Linked DNA regions of Mus musculus: regions 1, 3 and 4 are each linked to region 2. A link is a contact called in public promoter capture Hi-C data. All regions are on one chromosome and are shown on one strand. Each heading gives the region's core, a stretch centred on a gene start, on an enhancer-like site or on the middle of the called end of the contact. The rest is flanking DNA. Distances are from core to core; before and after follow the strand shown. Region 1 holds the start of Edc4 (enhancer of mRNA decapping 4). Region 2 holds the start of Tmed6 (transmembrane p24 trafficking protein 6). Region 3 holds the start of Plekhg4 (pleckstrin homology domain containing, family G (with RhoGef domain) member 4). Region 4 holds the start of Acd (adrenocortical dysplasia).

The links. Promoter capture Hi-C pulls out the DNA fragments that hold promoters and counts their contacts.
Region 1: a contact with region 2 is called in a promoter capture Hi-C map of liver, with 5 times the contacts expected there. The contact joins the promoter of Edc4 here to the promoter of Tmed6 in region 2. A contact is called at or near these places in 2 of 39 promoter capture datasets (the C10 cell line and liver) and 1 of 9 other capture datasets (adipose tissue).
Region 3: a promoter capture Hi-C map of liver shows a contact between it and region 2, with 2.4 times the contacts expected there. The contact joins the promoter of Plekhg4 here to the promoter of Tmed6 in region 2. A contact is called at or near these places in 2 of 39 promoter capture datasets (both in liver) and 2 of 9 other capture datasets (adipose tissue and liver).
Region 4: a contact with region 2 is called in a promoter capture Hi-C map of liver, with 2.5 times the contacts expected there. The contact joins the promoter of Acd here to the promoter of Tmed6 in region 2. A contact is called at or near these places in 4 of 39 promoter capture datasets (hippocampal neurons, liver and pre-B cells) and 1 of 484 Hi-C or Micro-C datasets (B cells).

The regions. Positions count from the first base shown.
Region 1 is chr8:105,879,467-105,882,574 of GRCm38.p6, forward strand. It overlaps Edc4 (enhancer of mRNA decapping 4), which reads left to right and starts at 1,415. Exons shown (of 29, transcript NM_001301100.1): 1 at 1,415-1,692. The coding sequence starts at 1,611. It overlaps Nutf2 (nuclear transport factor 2), which reads left to right. Exons shown (of 5, transcript NM_026532.4): 5 at 1-936.
Region 2 is chr8:107,064,354-107,067,372 of GRCm38.p6, forward strand. It overlaps Tmed6 (transmembrane p24 trafficking protein 6), which reads right to left and starts at 1,291. Exons shown (of 4, transcript NM_025458.2): 1 at 1,046-1,291. The coding sequence starts at 1,258.
Region 3 is chr8:105,372,007-105,375,266 of GRCm38.p6, forward strand. It overlaps Plekhg4 (pleckstrin homology domain containing, family G (with RhoGef domain) member 4), which reads left to right and starts at 1,266. Exons shown (of 23, transcript NM_001364406.1): 1 at 1,266-1,856; 2 at 2,747-2,893. The coding sequence starts at 1,813.
Region 4 is chr8:105,699,185-105,702,589 of GRCm38.p6, forward strand. Acd (adrenocortical dysplasia) reads right to left here and starts at 2,044. Exons shown (of 11, transcript NM_001012638.2): 1 at 1,736-2,044; 2 at 1,519-1,655; 3 at 1,263-1,356; 4 at 1,098-1,174; 5 at 820-864; 6 at 677-711; 7 at 395-546; 8 at 211-307. The coding sequence starts at 1,834. Pard6a (par-6 family cell polarity regulator alpha) reads left to right here and starts at 2,463. Exons shown (of 3, transcript NM_019695.3): 1 at 2,463-2,619; 2 at 2,990-3,212. The coding sequence starts at 2,557.

The sequences.
Region 1 (3,108 bases), core at 165-2,664, 1.2 Mb before region 2:
GCTAAGCTCGCATGTCTGCGGGCCGGGGCAGAGTTCTCTCCAGCCCCAGGGTTTTGGAACGCAGGCCTGGCCTGAAGCTTCTCTTGGACTGAAGGCTCTTCAGTCAGCTCTGTCTGATACCACCTGTGGCCTCTGCTCTGTAGATTTGGGTCTAGTAGCAGGGTAGATATTCTGTAGCAGCTAGAAAGGCCTTAGCAAATATGGCTTCCCATATTTATACCCTCTGGGTTGAAGTCCTAAATGTAGGGGCCTGCTCTATACCCAAAATAAGTGACATGCAGATGCCCACATTCCCCAAGCAAAGCGAGAGATGCTGTGCTGCCTGCTTGGGATATCAGAGCCAGGCGCCATTAGGTGGAGTATAAATTCCACACTGGAAGGAAGCAGTGTGAAGGAGTGCTCTAACTCTCCCCTCAAGACCTGTGCAGGGCATTTACACACCATCTTCCTACTTTCCACATACCCCATACACTCTTCAAATCCCAGGAAATCTTAACTAGTATGGCAGTTTCTGCCCTGTTTCTTAGTCTGGGCACAGGTCTTGCTCAGTACCGATATAGCTTTTCATCCTTGAGACCTCTGGATAGTATAAAGCTACTAAAATAGCAACTGCAAGCTAGAACCAAGCCCAGGATTTGGGGTTTAGGATTGGCTAGGCACACCTGAACATGCCCTTCTCCCTGCTCTCCTGCATTGTGAGGGGAGAGTAAAGATTTCCACATACTCCACAGGTTGCCTGGTTAGACCAGCATAGTCCTGGACGCTACACAGAAGGTTCCAGTGGGATTGATCTCTAGCTGCTGTGTATTGGGGGAAGTAGGGGTGGGAGAGAGGTAGATGCCAGCTGCCTCTTAATCCACCCTGTATAAAATCTGCAATACAGCTTCTTCCATGTACCTGTGCCTGAAATGTCTGCAATAAAGAGGTGTTTGTAAACTATGGTCTCTTTATTCCTAACGTGAAGTTACCGTGTGGGACAAGGGGTTACTGGGGACAGTTGGTAACAATGACAGTTTTGGGGGTAGAAACTATCTCCCTTGCCCTTGCATCTCCTGGGGCTAATGACCTCGAAGATGTCTTGGTCTTGCTTACTCCTAAGCGGGGGAACAGACCCTTACCAGTTCACCTTATTTAAGGTCTGAAAAGTTACTACCTGAGTGGTAAAGTTGGCTTTGTTGTACCATTATCCAGTTCATCAGAATGGCCTAGGACCTGGGTTAGATCTCCAGAGATGGTAGGGTTTTAGGCAGTCCAATGCTGAGTACATTTACTCTTTCTCAGTCTTGTGAAGTTTAGCCACTACTGGGCTAGCCAGGAGCAAGCAGCCTACGGAGGCTGCCTCTGATAGGAACTGGGGCTCCTTGAGCTCGGAACCTTTCTTCTGCGGTAGTTGTAGGTTCCGGGAGCGAAGGTCAGTGGGACCGGAAGTGGAGGCGGTTGGTGGGGTTGGCAGGGCTCACGGACGCAGTCCGGGCGGCGGTTTGCGAACTGCGGCTAGGTTTTGTGTAGTGCTCTGTCTCCTCTCTAGCGGGGTCGTGGCTGGGCGAAATTGGACACTGCGGAGGTAGAGGAACTAACGTCGGGCGAGCAGGACTCTCGTGGCTGGGCCCATGGCCTCCTGCGCGAGCATCGACATTGAGGACGCCACGCAGCATCTGCGGGACATACTCAAACTGGACCGGCCCGCCGGAGGTGAGCCGGGATGGGGTGTGTAGGCTCTTAGCGAAGTGGTGGACGTATGGCGTGGATCTGAACCGTTTTCGGGTGCCATAGGCTCCATTAGCCAGACTCGGGATCCTCCGGTTTGATTGCGGAGGACAGGAATTGGAGTCATGGATGATCCCTGGGTATATCCAGAGAATGGCGCAGACCCCTGGGTGTTACCCCTCCCCATCCTATGCCAGACCATTCTGCCTTGTTCTTAAGTGTTTTGGCTGAAGGTATGGCGCTCTCCTCGGAATCCACTCAATCCATCTGGTTTCCTTGCCTCCAAATTTCAGTGCTTTGAGAACTGGCCCCGTATCCCTCCTCGCCAGGGTTCAGAGGCCTGGTGCAGTGTCGGTTTAGCGAGTTCTAGGCCTAGAATTAAGTGATCTGCTGAAGAGCCTCTGTGCCCACCCTGCAACTTGGCTTCCCCCCAAAAGTGTATACTCCCAGGCCAGGTGTTGCTCTGAAAACGATTTTCTGGCAAAAGGTGGACAACCCCAAAAGCATGTTTCTCCTGGATTGAAGGCAGATCACAGACAGGCTCTGATGAGGTTAGATTAGGTTCCAAACGTCAGCAAGCCCATATGTTCCCAATTCATTCGAGTTTTACTTAGGCTCCCAGTATCCTCCTTGGGGCTACTCTTCCCAGATGAGAGTTCCCAGGACAGAAGGCCACCAGCATTGTAATATAATGTTATTGTAAAAGGATGGTCAGGGTACTTTGATGGGAATGGGGAAATAACGGTGAGGGAGATAGAGGGCTGGTTTGAGAGGAGACTGTTAGGGCTAGTTTGGATACTATAGACAGGAGATTGAATACCAGGAAAAGTCCTCGAGGCACTTATGTGGAAGACACATATTACAAAAAGGAAATAGTATGTATAAAAATGAGATGTTTCCGTGCGATTCAGAGACGTTTGAACATTGAGGTGGTTGACCAGAGATAATGGTGTACATACTGAGAAGTGATTCTTTTCTCACACCTTTTATGCCTGCTGGTGGAACCCAGACTGCTAAAGCGGGCACTTGTACTCTCCAGTGGGTTCAGCTGAGACAGCCACAGATAATCCGTTTGCTGTCTGAGCCTCCTGGGCTTGTGCTTTCAGGGTGTGCTCCCTTGACTCATGAGGCGGTTAGTGCCTCTGATGCCCACGGTCAGCTGAGCAGACAACTGTGTACAGACTTTGTAGAGCCTGGCATGATTAGCTGTGTAGCCTAGGCCTTTTTATCCTCACCATAGACGGCTAGGAAGGGAGAGTAGCCAGCTCATCCCTGAGCAGCTAGAGTGGTTCTAGTCCTAGTGAGAGAGAAAGGGTCTTTCCATGTAATTCTTTTGTTTGGTGACCGGCACTTGATTTTTTGGTTGTTGTTGGTTTGGGTGTTCGTTTGTTTTTTAGGATA
Region 2 (3,019 bases), core at 41-2,540:
TTTCTGAGTTTGAGACCAGCCTGGTCTACAGAAAGAACAAACAAACAAACAAACAAAACAAACCAGCAAGGACTGATGCTGTATCTTGTTTGAGGCCAGTGCCTGGGCTACATGAGATCCTGTCTCCCCAAGAGCCCCCACAACCTAAAAACAAAAAACCAACAAAAAAACCAAAGTTACCTCTAACTTTAATATTAAGGTCCTTGGTGGCCTAAGCCCCTTTGGGTGTACTTGCCCAAGGGATAGGCACCTTCCAAAGAGGAACAGAATTGTCTGGGTGCATAGACAAAGCTTTGAGCCGGTTATTCTACAGGTTGTTAGGATTAGCACATGCAGGAGGTCTGACCTTATCTCACCCCATGAACTCAAGTGATTTCACTTAAAATCTATTATGGGACCCTTTTCTGTCTCTCTCTTGTTTCTTCTTTCTTTTTCTTTTTTTCTGTTTTTTTTTTCTTTTTTTTTTTTTTTTCTTTCAAGACAGGGTTTTTCTGTATAGCCCTGGCTGTCCTGGAACTCACTTTGTAGACCAGACTGGCCTCGAACTCAGAAATCTGCCTGCCTCTGCCTCCCAAGGGCTGGGACTAAAGGTGTGTGCCACCACTGCCAGGCTCGTTTCTTCTTTATTGACAAGTTTCTCTGTGTAGCCCTGACTGTCCTGGAACTCACTCTGTAGACCAAGCTGACCTTGAATTTAGAGATCCCCCTGCCTCTGCTTCCTGAGTTCTGGGATTAAAGGTGTGTGCCCCACAATTATGTGACTATTTTAGCACGTGTTGTCTTTCCTCATATCCGAGGAAAGCTAAAGGTTGCCTCTCTTGTCCATTGGATTGGAACACACTTCTGTAGCTTCCAGTTCTAGACCAAGCCATATGCTTTAGCTCCCGTTGCTGGCTGTTCATCCAAGTCTCACCCAGAGTTGCTCTCTAACTGAAGGTCCACTTGATTCACAAGTGGCAGCCACAGCCTCATAGAGAACCAGACCTTGGCTTCATCAAAAGCCTGGCTCACTTTATAAAAGGTATGGCCAGAGGCCTCCACGCACCTCGTAGCTGAAGTAGAGGTATCCCATCTGGTCAGCAAATTGCCAGAAACATTCGATGGCTCCTGGAGAGACCACGATGGCAAAGTCATTCCGATCAGCTCCACGGAAGAGTGGCTGGTCCTTGGAGCCGTGTAGGGGATCTGTCTCCTGGCTCTTAACAGAAGTCACGAGGCTCAGAACTACCAGCTCAGCCACGAGGAGCAAAGGGAACATGCTGCCTTCTGTGGGTTCTTCTGCAGGTGAGCTGCTCACAATCCCGTGGAAAGGAAGTCAGCCAAGCAGCCAGCTAATCATTAACCCCACACGCCACACTTAGGACCAGTTTCAGAGCCATTGTAGATCTTCTGTAATACAGGTGCCATGCACCACAATGCCCCCCCCCCCCTCCGTTGGTGCAGTGCAGGGTCTCCTATGTAACCACACTGTTCTTTAAATATTTCTTTCATGTATACTGGTGCTTTGTCTATGTGTACACCTGCATGCCAGAAGAGGGCATCGAACCCCATGGGACTACAGTTATAGAGGGTTGTGAGGCGCCATGTGGGTTCAATTCCCAGCACCCAGGACCTCCAGAAGAGCAGCCAGTGCTCTTAACCACTGAGCCTCTCTCCAGGCTGGTCTTGAACTCAGAAATCTGCCTGCCTCTGGGTGCTGAGATCAAAGACATTGCCCACCACACCCAGCTACATAAACATTTTAGTGTACGAAGAAGTAGTGCCGGCTGCTTTTATGTCAACTTGATACAAGCTATACTCATCTGAGATGAGGGAGCCTCATTTGAGAAAACGCCTCCATAAAATCAGGCTCCAGGCAAGCCCGTAGGGAATTGATGGGGTTAGTGATTGATGGGGGAGGGCCCACTGCGCTGTGGGTGGGGCCACTCACAGGCTGCTGGTCCACCCACTGCGCTGTGGGTGGGGCCACTCACAGGCTGCTGGTCCTGGTCTCTATAAGAAGACAGAGCAAGAACTGGAGAAAGGGCTCATAAACAGCAGCAGTGCTCCACATCCTCTGCATCAGCTCCTTCCTGCAGGTCCACGTCCTGCATTGAGTTCGTGTCCTGGCTTCCTTCATTGATGAGCTGTGATGTGGAAGCCGAAGCCAAATTAAACCCTTTCCTCCCCAAGGAGCTTTTGGTCATGGTGTTTATCACAGCGGTAGAAACCCAAGCTAAGGGTGAACAAGGTGGTCCACCCCTCCTCTGACTCTCTCCTGCCTGATTGGAAAGCTCTGGAGTTTCTCCAAACCCTGAGACCTTCCATCTCTTCTTCTACTCGTGACTTCTTTGGCACCCACAGAGAGGGAAAAACTATCCAAAATCCTCTATAAAACCATTATATATTCCTGGTCCCATGGGAATAGTTGGCGAAGCTGGAGTCCTCACGTTCTAAGACGGTTTCTCAAGTTGTTGGTTTACAAACTCTAACTCCTGTAACTGTGTGTGAGTGTGTAGCAGGTAAAATAGGATTTCACAGTGTAGACCCAAGCCGGGTCAGCATTAGCCCAAGAGGCTAACATTTTTATTTCAGGAAGTCTATGACGGTCTGGGTAATAAATGCTGCTGGCAGTCTCAGGTACTTGATGCTTGGTCTCCAGTTGGTGGTACTGTTTGCTTAGTTGGTGGTACTGTTTAGTTGGTGGTACTGTTTGTTTAGTTGGTGGTACTGTTTAGTTGGTGGTACTGCTTAGTTGGTGGTACTGCTTAGTTGGTGGTACTGTTTAGTTGGTGGTACTGTTTGTTTAGTTGGTGGTACTGTTTAGTTGGTGGTACTGCTTAGTTGGTGGTACTGCTTAGTTGGTGGTACTGTTTGTTTAGTTGGTGGTACTGCTTAGTTGGTGGTACTGTTTAGTTGGTGGTACTGTTTAGTTGGTGGTACTGCTTAGTTGGTGGTACTGCTTAGTTGGTGGTACTGTTTGTTTAGTTGGTGGTACTGCTTAGTTGGTGGTACTGTTTAGTTGGTGGTACTGTTTAGT
Region 3 (3,260 bases), core at 16-2,515, 1.7 Mb before region 2:
TTTTTTTTCCCCTTTTTTTTAGACCTGGCTAGCCTTGAACTTGTGTATCGTCCAGCCCTTTCATCTCAAGCCCTAGATTAGAGGCATGCACTCTTTGGTCACAATGAGGGCCGTTCTACGTCAAAGAAGGTGGTCTGAGACAACAGGGTTTTAGTCAGCTCTGTTTCCCCATGCAGTCTGGGACCTAAGAGAAAAGGCTGTGATGCCCCTGGTGGCCTTGAATGCCACTCCCAGGAGCCTGGGTTTATTTGGGTCAAAGATGAGAGGGGTCTGGGAGGTTTGAGAAATCAGTTGCTTTGCTGATTACAGTGGTCCTGGCTTAAGGGACTTAAGTCATACACAGACTTAAGGGAATGTATCCCCAGATCTCCAAAGCTAAGGAGTCGCCTTTTCTTTTCTTTTCTTCCCTTTTCTTTCCTTATGGATGGATGTTGTCAAGAAAAGAGAGGTAGGGAGGGCTGGGGAGGGGGGAGGGCGGAGTGGGGGGGGGGGCTGTCCACATTCTACAATCTCAGTGGAAAAGACTTCTCTGAGTAGATTCAGCAACCAGCAGAACCAGAGATGGCCTTCGTGAGTCACTGTTCAGACTTGCAAGCTCAGCTCTGGAAGCCCGCTGTGGTCAGCCACCCCAGGTTGGCTCCAGGCCTAGCCCCCCACTGTCCCGCACTGGGCCAGTGTCTGTCCCTGTTGCTGTTCCATGCCTTTCCCATCCCAGATACGTGTGCCTCACAGCTCTCTGCCTCTTCTGTCTGAGTCTGTCTGTCAGTCATTTTCTCTAACCTTGGTTTCCACGTCACCCACGTGGGAAGAGTTCAGGACGGGAGGGGCGGTGTGACTAGTCTTAGATACCCCTAAATATTTATTCTGTGCCAGGCCTGACATACAGAGCTCGAAATATCAAAGTGGACAATATTCAGTCTGCCTGCTTACAGGGCACATTCTGTGTGGAGTGAGAAAACCACAGCCTAGTTCTGCCTCTGTCTCAGCACGCGTGCCTGCGCTCCCCCAACCGCCTGCTGTGTTCAGAGGGCCTGGGTCAGTTAGGGCCTGAGACCTGATGCCTCTTATTTGCTTCATCCCTGGGAAGGGTTATGTTCCTCCCGGGAAGTCCATCTTCTTACAGCTCCTGGGGGCCTGGCTAGTGGGTGGAGGTGAGCCTCAGAAGCAGGAGGGAGGGAAGGAGAGAGGGAGGGAGGGGCAATGACTCAGTGGGGGTGGCCTGGGACAAGAACCAAGGACAGAAGCCAAGACTGGACCTGATGCTCACTGAAGCTAGAGGAAGGAGAGATGGAAGACATGCCTAGGAGCTGGGGCTGGAGAAGGACAACTCCAAGGCCAGCCTTGCCCCTTGCTCTTCAGAATCTGCCTTAGAGTCAGAGATGGGTGGGGACGCCTGTTGTTTCTACCATGGCTGCAGCTGATAACTAGATTCATGAAGGAATCGCCTGACTTAGAGCCAGGGAAGGCATTATGTCCAGTGTCCTCTCCTCCCAGGGACCAAGGCCATGGTGTGGGGGCTACATGCCTTTGTCTGGTTGCACAGATAACCTTTTTCTTATGATCTTTCCACAAATTCAAGAGTGTTAGGCCAGGCCCACTTCCTCCAAAAGGACCCCAGACTTTAGAGTTAAGAACGAGTAGGGGTCTCCCAGCTATCCCAGTGTCTTTCATCAGTTCAAGATTCCCTAACGAAGGGTGAAGTGGGAAGGCAGGGCATGAACACAGATATCTGATCCATCCATCAGGATTTCCCTGGTCCATCGGGCAACCCCAGGAGAAAAGAATGCTTTTCTTGTCTTACAGGAGAGGAAGATGAGGTGCAAAGAGAAAAGGGTCCCTGGAACAGCCCACAAGAGGTGAGTGATGGAACCAGATCTCAGCTGGTCTCTGGCCCCAGGGCACCAGCTTTCTTAGCCACCCTTTTCTGTGGATAGGGAAAAAGAACTCAGGGAATGAGGGTTTGAGCCTTATGTATGTTGGCAGGCCTGGGTCAATTCCCACCCAGAGACATAGCTACCTACCCTCTTCACCTTCCGGGTTTAACAAGTCATGGGATGTCACCGTTTATCTCTAATTTATTTCTCTGTCTTTTTGTTGTTTGTTTTATTAATTAAACCTGGGGGCTCACACAAGTCAGGCAAGGGCTCTGCTACTGAGTTACACCTCACAGCCCATCCAACCTGTTCCGTGGTGGGTGGGCCTGAGAACCTGAAGGGGAGATTCAGGCTACAGAGGAGTGGTGGTCCCTCCCACTATCCGTGAAGATTATCCACACGCAGCTACCAGGGCATAGGGAGTCTCTCTGGAGACGGCCCCTAATCATGGACTCACATGTGTGTGTGTGTGAGTGTGTGGTGGTGGGTGGTGGGACAGCTCTGAGGACCACGAGGGCTTGAGTGGTCCTCATCTTGTACATGGAAGCTGGGCAAGTATTCCCATGTCCCATCACGGGAATGGTAAAGGAGCCTTGCCCTCCTCCCACAAGGGCGTCCTTTGCTTCGTGCAAGAGCCTTCTTTCCATCGGCAGAGCCACGGCTCACTCACCCTTTCAGACAGTTCCAGCTCTGAGCACAGTGAGCACAGTGGAATGAATGTTGCCGGGGTCGGCAGAATGAGAAGTCAAGGGAGGGCTCGCCAAGTCTCCGAGGCACTGAGAGTAGGAACCCAGCGGCCGGCGGGCGCGGATGCTCTAGGCAGGGGGCAGTAGGCGTGGTCCCAGCTCTCCTCCGCACCCTCGGCCTTGCAGAGCGGCGCCTTCCGGAAGAACCTGTGATTCGGTCCTCCAGCCCCTAGAGAGCGCCGCGTCCACAGCGGCCTTGCGGCCCTTCGAGCCACCAGAAGGTGGCGCCCTTGGAATCTGGGCAGCCTCGCTGTACCCATCCTCGAGGCTGCGGTGCGTTTGTTCTTCGTTAGTTCGACGGCTCTGGTGGTGTAGCCTCCCGGCTTCAGAGTTCCCCACTGCACGTCCCAGGGGTGTGAGTGTGCGGGTGACCCGTGTGGGGCCGGGAGCACTGGGACAGGCGCCTAGGCCAAGGCCTGGCAGGGTGGGCTAGAGCGGAGAGCTGCGCGTGAGCCGGCTAAGCCTGTCGTGAAGGTGTGCCCGAAGGTATGGCCACCCAGTAGTGGTTCACGGAAGCGTAAGCCAGTCTTAGGCCCAAAGGAGACCCTGTTTCTTCCCTCACCAGCACACCAGGCTGGACTACTTTACTTTTACTTTCAGGGGACCTGGTACCCAGCCTAGCACTTCCTCCTAACCGCGG
Region 4 (3,405 bases), core at 794-3,293, 1.4 Mb before region 2:
GGCAGAGGCAGGTGGATTTCTGAGTTGGAGGCCAGCCTGGTCTACAGAGTGAGTTCCAAGACAGCCAGGGCTACACAGAGAAACCCTGTCTCAAAAAAAAAAAAAAAACACCAAAAAAAAAAGGTGGGTCCCTGGCATTCTGGAGAGAATCATCAGTACTGTGGTGGGCTCTGAGCCCCCCCCACCCCCCTGTCCCCATTCAGTTCTTACCCCGAGCCTTCTGACTGGAGCCTGTAGAACTCAAAATCTGCTCCTCACCCTCAGGGATGTGCAGCAATGAGCCAGACACAGTGAACACAGCTTTTCCCTGCGGGACACGAGAGAGGGAGAGAGCTCAGCATGGCAGTTGCCTAACCCTCCCTCTGAAACCTCCCAGAAAAAGCCCAGCACTGACCAAGGCCTGGGAGCCAGAGGTGATCCAGTCGGTGAGGGGGGTGGTTGTACAAGGACCTTTCAGCACCAGGCAGCTCTTAGCTAGACACACTAGGGCTCCCCGATGATCCTGGTCCTCCCTCACCTCATCCAGAAGCTGGGACAGGGTTAGGCCTGGGGCCAGCATTTTAGCCGAAGGATTGAAGTTGCAACAAGAAGGAAGGGTAAGTGAGAGATTTCAGTGACTTACTGAGGAACCACAGAGGGAGTTAGGTAGGGTTACCGGGGAAACCCCTACCAGTACCTGCACTGGAAGAAGCAGACTCTGAGAGGTGGTCCCTAGAGAAACAGTGAAGACTTCTCAGGGACAGCTCTGATGCCAATCTACCCAGCTCTGCCACCCGTGACCATACCGCGCACAGCCTCAGGGCCCAACCCCAAACTTACTCAAGACACTCATTGAGTTTTCTCTGCACATCTGAATCCTGATTGCTGGGAGAAAGAGGAGGGTGGTAGGTGATCAGGGTTATTGATGCCCATCCCTCTCACCTGAAGATCTATGCCAAGTGCGCGTGAAGAGACAAAAGGTGGAAGCTTCATTTAACTGTTTTGTTTTGGGGAGAGGAATATGGAGAGATTTAGACTGAAGCCCTCAGGACTTCAGCCATGCGAAGCCTGTAGTCTGCCACTGAGCTACATCCCCTTCCCTTAAAGGGACCACTTACCAACCAGTCACCTGTATCCGGGGCTGCTCCGTGGGCAGCAGGTTAAAGCGATCCACCTGGAGGTAGAACTCCGCAGGCTGGAGGAGTTGGGGAGTGGTGTCTCAGGAGTGGTGACAAAGAGCTAGGTACAGTAACCAACCCGCCCAAGTGAGCCTTACCACTCACCGCATGGTCCTGAGCCACCTGAACGCGGAGCCCGCAGGCCTGCAGTAGCAGGAGCCGGCCCTCGGTCCCGCGGAATCCGAGCTCCTTCTCCTCCCTGCGGCGAGCACAGCCCTCATTGTCCAGAGCACAGGCACAAACCCCCATACGCCTGGGGAATGAGCTTTCCCCACTTCTCCAGTACCCGCCCACTTCAGGTTCAATGCCCCACTAGCCAGCTGGCCTCCCACCTTCCGCTGACAAGTAGCACTTCTCTTACCAGTCGGAGGTGTCGATGGCGTTGCGCGTCACCACGCATCGGACACTGTGGGTTCCGTCTGACACAAGTAACACGGCCCCGGTGTCAGGTGTGTCAGGGGCGGAAGAAGGGCCGGGAGTCTCCGAGTCCTGGAGTACCTAACACAACAGTAGTGGCTAGTGTCAATTCACTCCCGCCTTCTCTACCCGGGTCTCTGGGATCTGAGCGACCTGCTTACCTTGAGCAGCTGCCCGGTTCGTGGACTTGACAGTGTTTCTGAACCTAGGATCAGCTCTCGAATCCAGGGCTGTAGGGCCAGCAACCCTGAATCGGACATTAGCAGGGCGGCACCCTGGGCGACCCCCAGGAAAGGGTCTTCCCGCGAGCACCGCCGCTCCGCCTCTAGCGGGAGAGGAAGCACGTGACCGCCAGGCGGATCCTAAGTTTGAGACTCCGCCCCCCTCGCGGTTCTGCGCCTGCGCAAGCTCTTCCCGGGTCCTGCTGACTGACCTAGCTGCTGGCTGATGACAGTTTATTCTTACCGGGGCATCTCTCTGAGCCCGTGAGCTGTTCCTCAGTACAACTCTAGAGCCGGAAAGGAAAAGGCAAGGACTAGATTGGATGAGAGCGATCCAGGTTAGGAGGCTGCAGCAGAGAATGGGGCCTGAAGCCACTTTGGCTCTGTGTAAGACCTCCAGAATTTTCCTAAAATGTTGCCGTAGTTTCCTTTACAAAATGAAAATGACAGCACGGACAACTTAATAAATGTTTGTTCCCTCATTCTGCCTTCGGATTGGTCGAGTCCTTTTTGGGACGCTCGAACCATAGCGTAATGACGTAAGAACAGAGAAAGCCCTCTCTGCCTCCGTCTCCGTTTCCTAGGAAACGTAGACTCCACGTTTCTCGGTGTCGCGTCCCCCTTGACGTCATGGTTTGGGTGGGAGGGCGGGGCGAGTGCTACCGCCAGGGGCGGGGCGGCTCGGGCCAGCGGGCCGGGCTGTGCACCTGCGCCTCGGCGGGCTGCTGTGGGGCACTGTCCCCCGCCCGCCAGGCCCTGCAATGGCCAGGCCGCAGAGGACTCCGGCGCGCAGTCCCGATAGCATCGTCGAGGTGAAGAGCAAAGTAAGGGCTTCTCTGGTCTCGGCTCTAGCCACTGCGCTAGGGCTCCTAATTCCCTTTCTCTCCCTTATTAGTTCCTTGGCTCTCCATCACCTCTTTCTGTCCTCCATCCTCCGTCCTATTCTGCTTTTCTGTCTGCCTCCCCTCATCGCATCCTCCCTCCCACTACGGACTTCCAGAGTCCCTCTGTGGCCTGGGTATGTGGAGAGCAAGGGAAAGACCTTGGACAGTGTCCCTTGTACTGGAGCTGAGGTTTAAGCCTAAGGCTGCAGCTGTTCCAGCAACCTTTCCCTCTCCTGACAGCCTCAGTGCTGTGGTGAGAAAGGGGCTTGGGATGTCCTGACACTCCGTTCCCTTTCCCTCCCGCCTCCAGTTTGACGCCGAGTTCCGACGCTTTGCACTACCCCGCACTTCGGTGAGAGGCTTTCAGGAGTTCTCGCGATTGCTGTGTGTGGTACACCAGATCCCTGGCCTGGACGTCCTGCTTGGCTATACGGATGCTCACGGTGACTTGCTGCCCCTCACCAACGATGACAGTTTGCACCGGGCCCTGGCCAGCGGGCCCCCACCTCTGCGCCTCTTGGTTCAGAAACGGGGTGAGGATGGGGTACAGTGGGCAGCTTTCTTGGGTTAGGGTGATAGGACAGGTATATCAGGGTAGATCATACCCAGGGCCCCCAGGCTTTATGTTCTGTAGCCTCTGCCCTTGGTCTGACCTCCAAGTAGCAGGAAAACAGTTGACATTGTCCCTATCACAGGCCCAATTGGGAGAAGTCTCTAATCTTAGTC